Regions from separate parts of the Arabidopsis thaliana genome. Here region 2 is linked to region 1. Evidence: chromatin contacts called from public capture Hi-C data. All regions are on one chromosome and are shown on one strand. The core of a region is the stretch at or near the end of the contact, and the rest is flanking DNA. Distances in the headings are between cores, read along the strand shown.

The links. Capture Hi-C pulls out chosen DNA fragments and counts their contacts.
Region 2: a contact with region 1 is called in a capture Hi-C map of root, with 3 times the contacts expected there. The contact joins the promoter of AT5G50290 here to the promoter of CLC-C in region 1.

Annotation. Positions count from the first base shown.
Region 1 is chr5:20,290,785-20,294,656 of TAIR10.1, forward strand. It overlaps CLC-C (chloride channel C), which reads right to left and starts at 1,648. Exons shown (of 8, transcript NM_124367.4): 1 at 1,154-1,648; 2 at 454-654; 3 at 80-257. The coding sequence starts at 1,359.
Region 2 is chr5:20,460,053-20,463,924 of TAIR10.1, forward strand. It overlaps AT5G50290 (wall-associated receptor kinase galacturonan-binding protein), which reads left to right and starts at 1,725. Exons shown (of 4, transcript NM_124408.4): 1 at 1,725-2,155; 2 at 2,653-3,063; 3 at 3,642-3,692; 4 at 3,789-3,872. The coding sequence starts at 1,762. The coding sequence ends at 3,844. EMB1006 (Pentatricopeptide repeat (PPR) superfamily protein) reads left to right here. Exons shown (of 2, transcript NM_124407.2): 1 at 1-48; 2 at 144-1,658. The coding sequence ends at 1,452.

The sequences.
Region 1 (3,872 bases), core at 398-2,897:
GCCACAGAGATGAACAAAGACATCAATGCTAAATTCAGGATGAACAAAGACTGCTTGGAAAGTTGTTTGGGGATCTTACCTTAACAAAGAGGGTGCTTGGAGCTAATATTGAATAAGCATCTATACCATTGAGATATGCTTTAACCTCAGGTATGCCAGATCCTGCCGCCGCAGGAGCAATAAAAGCACAGAGTGAAGCAGCAGCAGTTGCCAAAATTAAGTTACAACCAGCAAATGCAAAAAATGCCTGGAAATATCTGCAGTATTTGAGAAACATCCGATGTCATTTATCATTCTGATCCACACATATATCCCTGTGAGCCTTAATTCTCATAACAGTATTAACCATTAAGAAATTTAGATATAATCAGTGAATAAACAGTAACTGAAACAGGATAGAAAGTGCTAAAAAATGGCGTAGAAGCAGAGATAAACAACAAAAGCTAGACTTACTTTTCCTTGAGCATGAGATTACCGATGAGCAAGAGTTTAAATCCAGCTATATTCTCAACACCAAGGTTATTCAAAAAGCCAACAAGTCCAGTAGCTAAACCAATAAGAAAAGCAAGCGCCCATTTGAGAAACGTATACTGAAGTATCTCAATCTTCTTCCTAGACCTCCAGTCTTGCTTGAAAAAATCATTTTCGAAGATCCTGCCAAATAAAAATCCCAAGTCAAGATCCTGATATGTTTACATAAGCTATAATCATTCACACCAAATTAGGCAAGACACCAGTAGGAGACACACACAAAGACAAAAAGTCAAATTCAGTCTGAAACTATGATTGCATCATCATAAAGACCCCAAAAAGATTTGCACTTTTCTCAATCTAATAGATTGTATAGCATACCTATTGCTAGGTGAAGTGGCTATGATGTCTCTCAAAAGCTAAAAGCTTCAATTTTTACCCAAAAGTATTAAAAATGAAAACATTATGATTTAAAAATTATACATGGGATGGGACCCAAAATGTTACATAATCCAAAACTTCATAGACTCATAATCAAATTTGAGATGAAGTTTAAAAACTAATCGAAAACATTTAAGCATATTAAAGTCTAATTGCCAAAGTTAAAAACTTTATCCAGAAAAAAGAACGAAACATCAAGTTATGTGCAGAAGAAAAGAGAAGAGGGAGAAAAAGGACAGACTCGTAATCAAGGCTTTCGATGGGACAAGTATTAGCTCCGACAATAGCGATCTGAGAAGTTGTGTTCTTTCGATTCCTAGCGAGAAGAGGCTGTCGAAATCCGACAGATCCATCGTCTAGAATCCCAGATATCTTCCTCTCGAAACCATGTAAAGCTCCTCCTTCAACCTCTATATCATGATGGTCTCCTTCGTGCCGATCATCCATCTCTCCTCCACGATCTTGTTTTTTTAAGAAAATAAAATTGTTTGTTTTCGATTTCCGATCAGATTACAAAGCCACAGAAATGGAAAGCTATATAATTGGGCACGAGATTCCTGGAATCATGAACCTCTCGCGCTCAAGCAGATGCTAAAAAGTCGATTTTTTTATTGTTTTTTTTTCTTTTTTGTTTTTTTTTGAGGGAGGTCGTAGAGTGGTATGGGTCAGGAATTTTGTTTTTTTATTTGATCCTAATTTAGGCAAAACTAAACTCTCTTTCTTTGTTATGATTTTCATAAGGATATATTCTTCTAAATAAATAAAAAAGTCAATAACAAAAAAAAACTTGCATAAATAAATTATCTAATTATGAAAATTTTCATAGTATTGTTTTTGCCCAACAAATTTGTATACAATCGTGATATTTTATGGGGGAAAAAACTATTTGTTTTTTATATATATTATTTTGAATTGATTTTTCATAAATAATTTCTCTCAAATTTTACAACTGTGTCCGATATACTTATATAAAAATAATATATGTATATTTTTTTCACATGATCTTGTAAAGTTTGTTTTGATTCTAACTCAATTACAGATATTTTTGAAATCTTACTTCTCATGTGTGTTTATTTAGTTTCTAGATATGAAAATTTTGTTGTTAAAATTTTATAATGATTTTTAGTTCCCAAAACTGGATTTCAACAAGAAACCAAATGAGCCCAAACTAGGGTAGACATCGTCCAATTATACGAACCACTGTGTATTTGCCAGACTTGTTGAAACATCACACAATTCAAGAGAAGAACAAAATCTATTGGATTTAACATTAAAACCAAAACAAAAAACAACATCTATTGGTTAGAAAGTCTTTTAAACTTTTATGAGAGGTGGCTACTGGCTAGATCCAATCAAATTAAGATGTCTTTGGTGTAAATCAGTTGATCCTTCTCTTTTTTTTTTTTTTTTAGTTATTAGATCAACAAGGTATGCATTCACTTTTTAACAATTCTTCTTATTCATGCAAGATGGAGAAACACGATAAAGAAATGCAGATATTGTTTTCCTTTAGTTATGGAACCTGACCTTGACATATTTTATTATTGCAAAAATTTATGGGGAAATTGATCGGATCCAATCGTTTATTGTCTCATCAAAATCATGGTTTCCTACCGAATTAATTTCTTGATTGTGTTGTAATACACATGTTGAATTCATTCCAAGGAACACTCTCAAGTTTTAATAGATTGTGGGGTTAGTTTTAAAATCTGCCACAACTGTATAATTATTAATCAACTCGATCTTTGTTTTGATGGTTTTTCAACATTTGATAGGCCAGTCGACATCTTAGTGTCTCCACTTCTTTTATTTTGAGTATAATGGTGAAAGCCACAACTAAGATATATTAACATCCGCAATGAGTTAATGTACTCACGATAGTTGAACTTTGTTTGGAAGCTCCTAACTCTCTGTTTTTTTTTTTTTTGATCAAGCGGAAGCTCCTAAATCCTATCTAGCTAAAAGACCATCATCTCCAATGTATGTTTTTTACTCTAGAATATAGTAATTCTAAAATAGAGTAGGGGTTTTCTCAAATGTATCATTTTATTATATTTTATTCTAAAAAGAATAGAGTAAACATTAGAGTTACTCCACATATATATAGAGTAATCATATCCTTTACTGTGTTTTAGAATGATGTATAGAGTGTGGAATTAAAAATGATTTTACTCTAATAAATATAGAGGGAAAATTTAAGTGGAGTTGAAGACACCCTAAGATATCTACAAAAAAAATGATTGTGTTAAAACTATAGAAATCTTCGTTGACATGTTGCGGAATATGGATGCTAGTGGTACAAGCCATAACCTATATCTTTGTATACAAGAAAACAGTTTTATGGAATGCTTTTGAAATCAAATCATATGAGTTTGGATTTAAGGGCCGTTCGCGGGTGAGAGCAAGCGACGGGCACAACTGCAAGAGCACCGTGGGAATATCCTGAATATTCCAAAGGCCATACCATATACATGGTTGCAGATCTGAAGGATCTAGGATTTAAACTTTTAGGGTAGTTGCATTAATAACGTGGACATCAAGGTTCTAGGATAGAATTTTGAATCAATCTTCGTCGACTTATTGTCAGACTACCATTATTTATCAACTACAACGTGCATTTACTATATAAAAAATAGTTTTCTAGATTATTAATATAGTGTAGTGAAGTCTTAAACGCAACAATATATAGAACAGAAACATCATCAATATAAAATTAAGCATGTTTAATTAAATGATACATCGTCGGAATTATTTTTTATGCATCGGATAAACGTGTACGCATGAGAATGAACGTTTGCGTCAACTTTATCCCAAACATAAAGAACTAAAGAAGGATTCATTATCCTTTGCACAAAAGAAAAGAAACAAGAAAAAAAAATGATTCTTTTATCCATTAGAAAATAAAGAATTGAGCAGATTACACTATAATGCAATCCATATAATTTAGTCCTATACTTGTA
Region 2 (3,872 bases), core at 475-2,974, 170 kb after region 1:
TGTTCGTCTCTACAATGCCGCCATTTCTGGTCTCTCAGCTTCTCAAAGGTATCATCTTTTTCCTCTTTGCACGATGATTCAGTTCTAAAGAATGAAAAGTTGTAGTTTTTGGTCAAATTGTGTAGTTGGTGATCTTTTGTTAGGTATGATGATGCTTGGGAAGTGTATGAAGCTATGGATAAGATCAATGTGTATCCGGACAATGTTACATGTGCTATATTGATCACAACCTTGAGGAAAGCAGGACGAAGTGCGAAAGAAGTTTGGGAGATATTCGAGAAGATGAGTGAGAAAGGTGTGAAGTGGAGTCAGGATGTTTTCGGTGGCCTTGTGAAGTCGTTTTGTGATGAAGGGCTTAAAGAAGAAGCTCTTGTGATTCAAACAGAGATGGAGAAGAAAGGTATCCGTTCAAACACGATTGTGTATAATACGTTGATGGATGCTTACAACAAATCCAACCACATAGAAGAAGTGGAAGGTCTTTTTACTGAAATGAGAGATAAAGGCTTGAAGCCTTCGGCTGCAACTTATAACATTCTTATGGATGCTTATGCTAGAAGGATGCAGCCTGATATCGTTGAGACACTTCTGCGGGAGATGGAGGATTTAGGTTTAGAGCCAAATGTGAAATCGTACACGTGTTTGATTAGTGCGTATGGGAGGACGAAGAAGATGAGTGATATGGCTGCTGATGCTTTCCTGCGGATGAAGAAAGTAGGTTTGAAACCTTCTTCACATTCTTACACAGCTCTTATTCATGCTTACTCGGTTAGCGGGTGGCACGAAAAAGCTTATGCTTCCTTTGAAGAGATGTGTAAGGAGGGGATTAAACCGTCGGTTGAAACATACACATCAGTTCTTGATGCATTCAGACGATCAGGCGACACTGGAAAGCTGATGGAAATTTGGAAACTAATGCTGAGAGAAAAAATCAAAGGGACACGGATAACATATAACACTCTTCTCGATGGGTTTGCCAAGCAAGGACTCTACATTGAAGCAAGGGATGTTGTATCTGAGTTTAGTAAAATGGGTTTGCAGCCGAGTGTCATGACTTACAATATGCTGATGAATGCATACGCACGGGGAGGACAAGATGCAAAACTGCCGCAACTGTTGAAGGAAATGGCTGCTCTTAACTTAAAACCTGATTCCATCACATATTCAACAATGATCTACGCGTTTGTTCGTGTTCGAGACTTCAAAAGGGCATTCTTTTACCACAAGATGATGGTTAAAAGCGGGCAAGTACCAGACCCAAGGTCCTATGAGAAACTTAGGGCGATTCTGGAAGACAAGGCAAAGACAAAGAACAGAAAGGATAAGACTGCCATACTTGGTATAATTAATAGCAAATTCGGTCGGGTTAAAGCTAAGACGAAGGGGAAGAAAGATGAGTTTTGGAAGTACAAGACGAATCGAACTACTTCTCCTGGTCGTCACCGATCTTGAAGGTAGCCTAAAAGCTATATAAATGCTTTAGTGGTACATAGTGAGGATTCTCAAGCTATACGAATCTAGTTGTATTCAATATATGTTCCTCTGTTCTTTGTACTTATAGCCTTATTTATTAGCATTCTAATTTTTTATGTTCCTAGGACATACCTTGGTCATGTGTAGTAAAAAGTGCAAAAGTTTAGCTTTATTATTCCGACAAGCGAAGTATCTCTTAAGTAGCAAGCAATCTTTAGATATAACTCTTAGCTCTCTGCATCAAAGATCACACACATCACTCTCTTGTAAACAACCCAAATAAAGAAAATGAAAATCTTGATCTTGATTCTATCCTTTGTGACACTCTTTGAGATTTGCGTTGTGGACGCATGTCGATCATACTGTGGAAACATAACCGTTGATTATCCGTTTGGGATCCGAAACGGATGTGGGCATCCAGGGTATAGAGATCTATTGTTTTGTATGAACGATGTGTTGATGTTTCACATAAGTTCAGGTTCTTATAGAGTTTTGGACATCGATTACGCATATCAGTCCATAACACTGCATGATCCTCACATGTCGAACTGCGAAACCATCGTGCTCGGTGGCAAAGGCAATGGCTTTGAAGCTGAGGATTGGAGAACTCCATATTTCAATCCTACCTCAGATAATGTCTTTATGTTGATCGGATGTTCTCCTAAATCTCCTATATTTCAAGGTTAGTAAGTTACTACAACAATATTTCAAAAAAAAATCAACTTAAAGATTAAATTTTGATTTATTTACATTCTGTAGGCCACACAACTTTTCAAATTTTAGTTTGCATTTTTCAAATCCGGTTTACAATTTGAGTTCTATTTTTTTTTTTTTTGGGTTTGGTTCATAGAAAACTAGAAGTAAAAAAAAAAATCTAATCTGTTTGATTTGATGAAATTTTGGTTTGATTCGCTTTTGTTTTGAATAATTTCAGATATTAGTAAATTATTAGTACATGAATTATTATGAATTTATGATTACATATATTATGATTCACAGATAATTAAAATTTACTTTTTCTTTTTCAAAAAATCTGTTTTTTTTTTGTAGTTTTAATAATAGCAAAATTCATTTTGGTCATTAGGTTGTTAAGAAACTAAAACCAAGCCGTTTTTAAACACATTTGGATTTCTGTTCCGGTTAAATTCGGTTAATAATCCGGTTACATTTGGTTAATAGGCTTCCCGGAAAAGAAAGTGCCGTGCCGCAACATCTCTGGAATGAGCTGCGAAGAATACATGTCATGTCCAGCTTGGGACATGGTCGGATACAGACAACCGGGTATACATTCCGGGTCAGGTCCACCCATGTGTTGTGGGGTCGGGTTCGAATCCGTAAAAGCGATTAATCTAAGTAAGTTGGAGTGTGAAGGATACAGTAGTGCGTATAATCTAGCACCCTTGAAACTTAGAGGACCCTCTGATTGGGCTTATGGGATACGTGTTAAGTATGAACTCCAAGGAAGTGATGCGTTTTGTCGTGCGTGTGTTGCAACTTCTGGGACTTGTGGCTATGAACCTGCTGATGGTGGAGGGCTTAGACATGTTTGCATGTGTGACAACCATAATTCCACTACAAACTGTGATTCAGGTCAGTTTTGAATTATCAGATTTTTTTAGTTAAAAGTTGATTTGTGTTTTATCAATTATATAAATCAAATATGAACCTAAACCTTAACCATATAACTTATGCATTATATAAGTGTTTTTGTTTTGTTACTTTATTCGTAAAAATATTCCCGAAAAAGTCGAACCAAGACTAGATTGATCATATAATCATCGCAGTTTAAGAGTAAACATAGTAAAATGCACATGCATATATGTTATTTCACCTTCTTTTTTTTCGTTTTTTTTTCGTTTTTGACCTAAAATGTTATTAAATTAAGGTTTTTTGGTATTTCGTATATGAGTTTATAATATTCAACAAATAACGTTGGACCGGCTCTAGCACCGAGTGGTCCGAAATTGAAGCGAGTCACCACAATTTTGTGTAAATTGGTCATACAAATAGGTCAAGTGGTTCAAGACCTTAATTGATCATGTAAGATGTGCTGGTTGGTCCAATGGACCAAACGGTTTAGTGTTTAGAACAATTTTTCTGACCAATTGATTCACTCGAAATTGTTCATAATTTCAATTAAAAGTTGATGATTTTTTTGGTTTATGTAGTTATATCACCAACCGGTGCATCATCAAGTGTTCGACCAAAAGCTATCGGATGTAAGTTTCAAAATGCATTTACGTGTACTCTAGTTTTTGTACAGATTTATTTGACTTTAACCGTACCTAAATTACTACCCTTTTTTTTTGTTGCAGCACTGATCATCTACTTCATAGCTATGAACATAGGCTTTCAGAGAAGACAGCGATGAGTTACCCTTCTTTTTTTTCAGAGAAGAC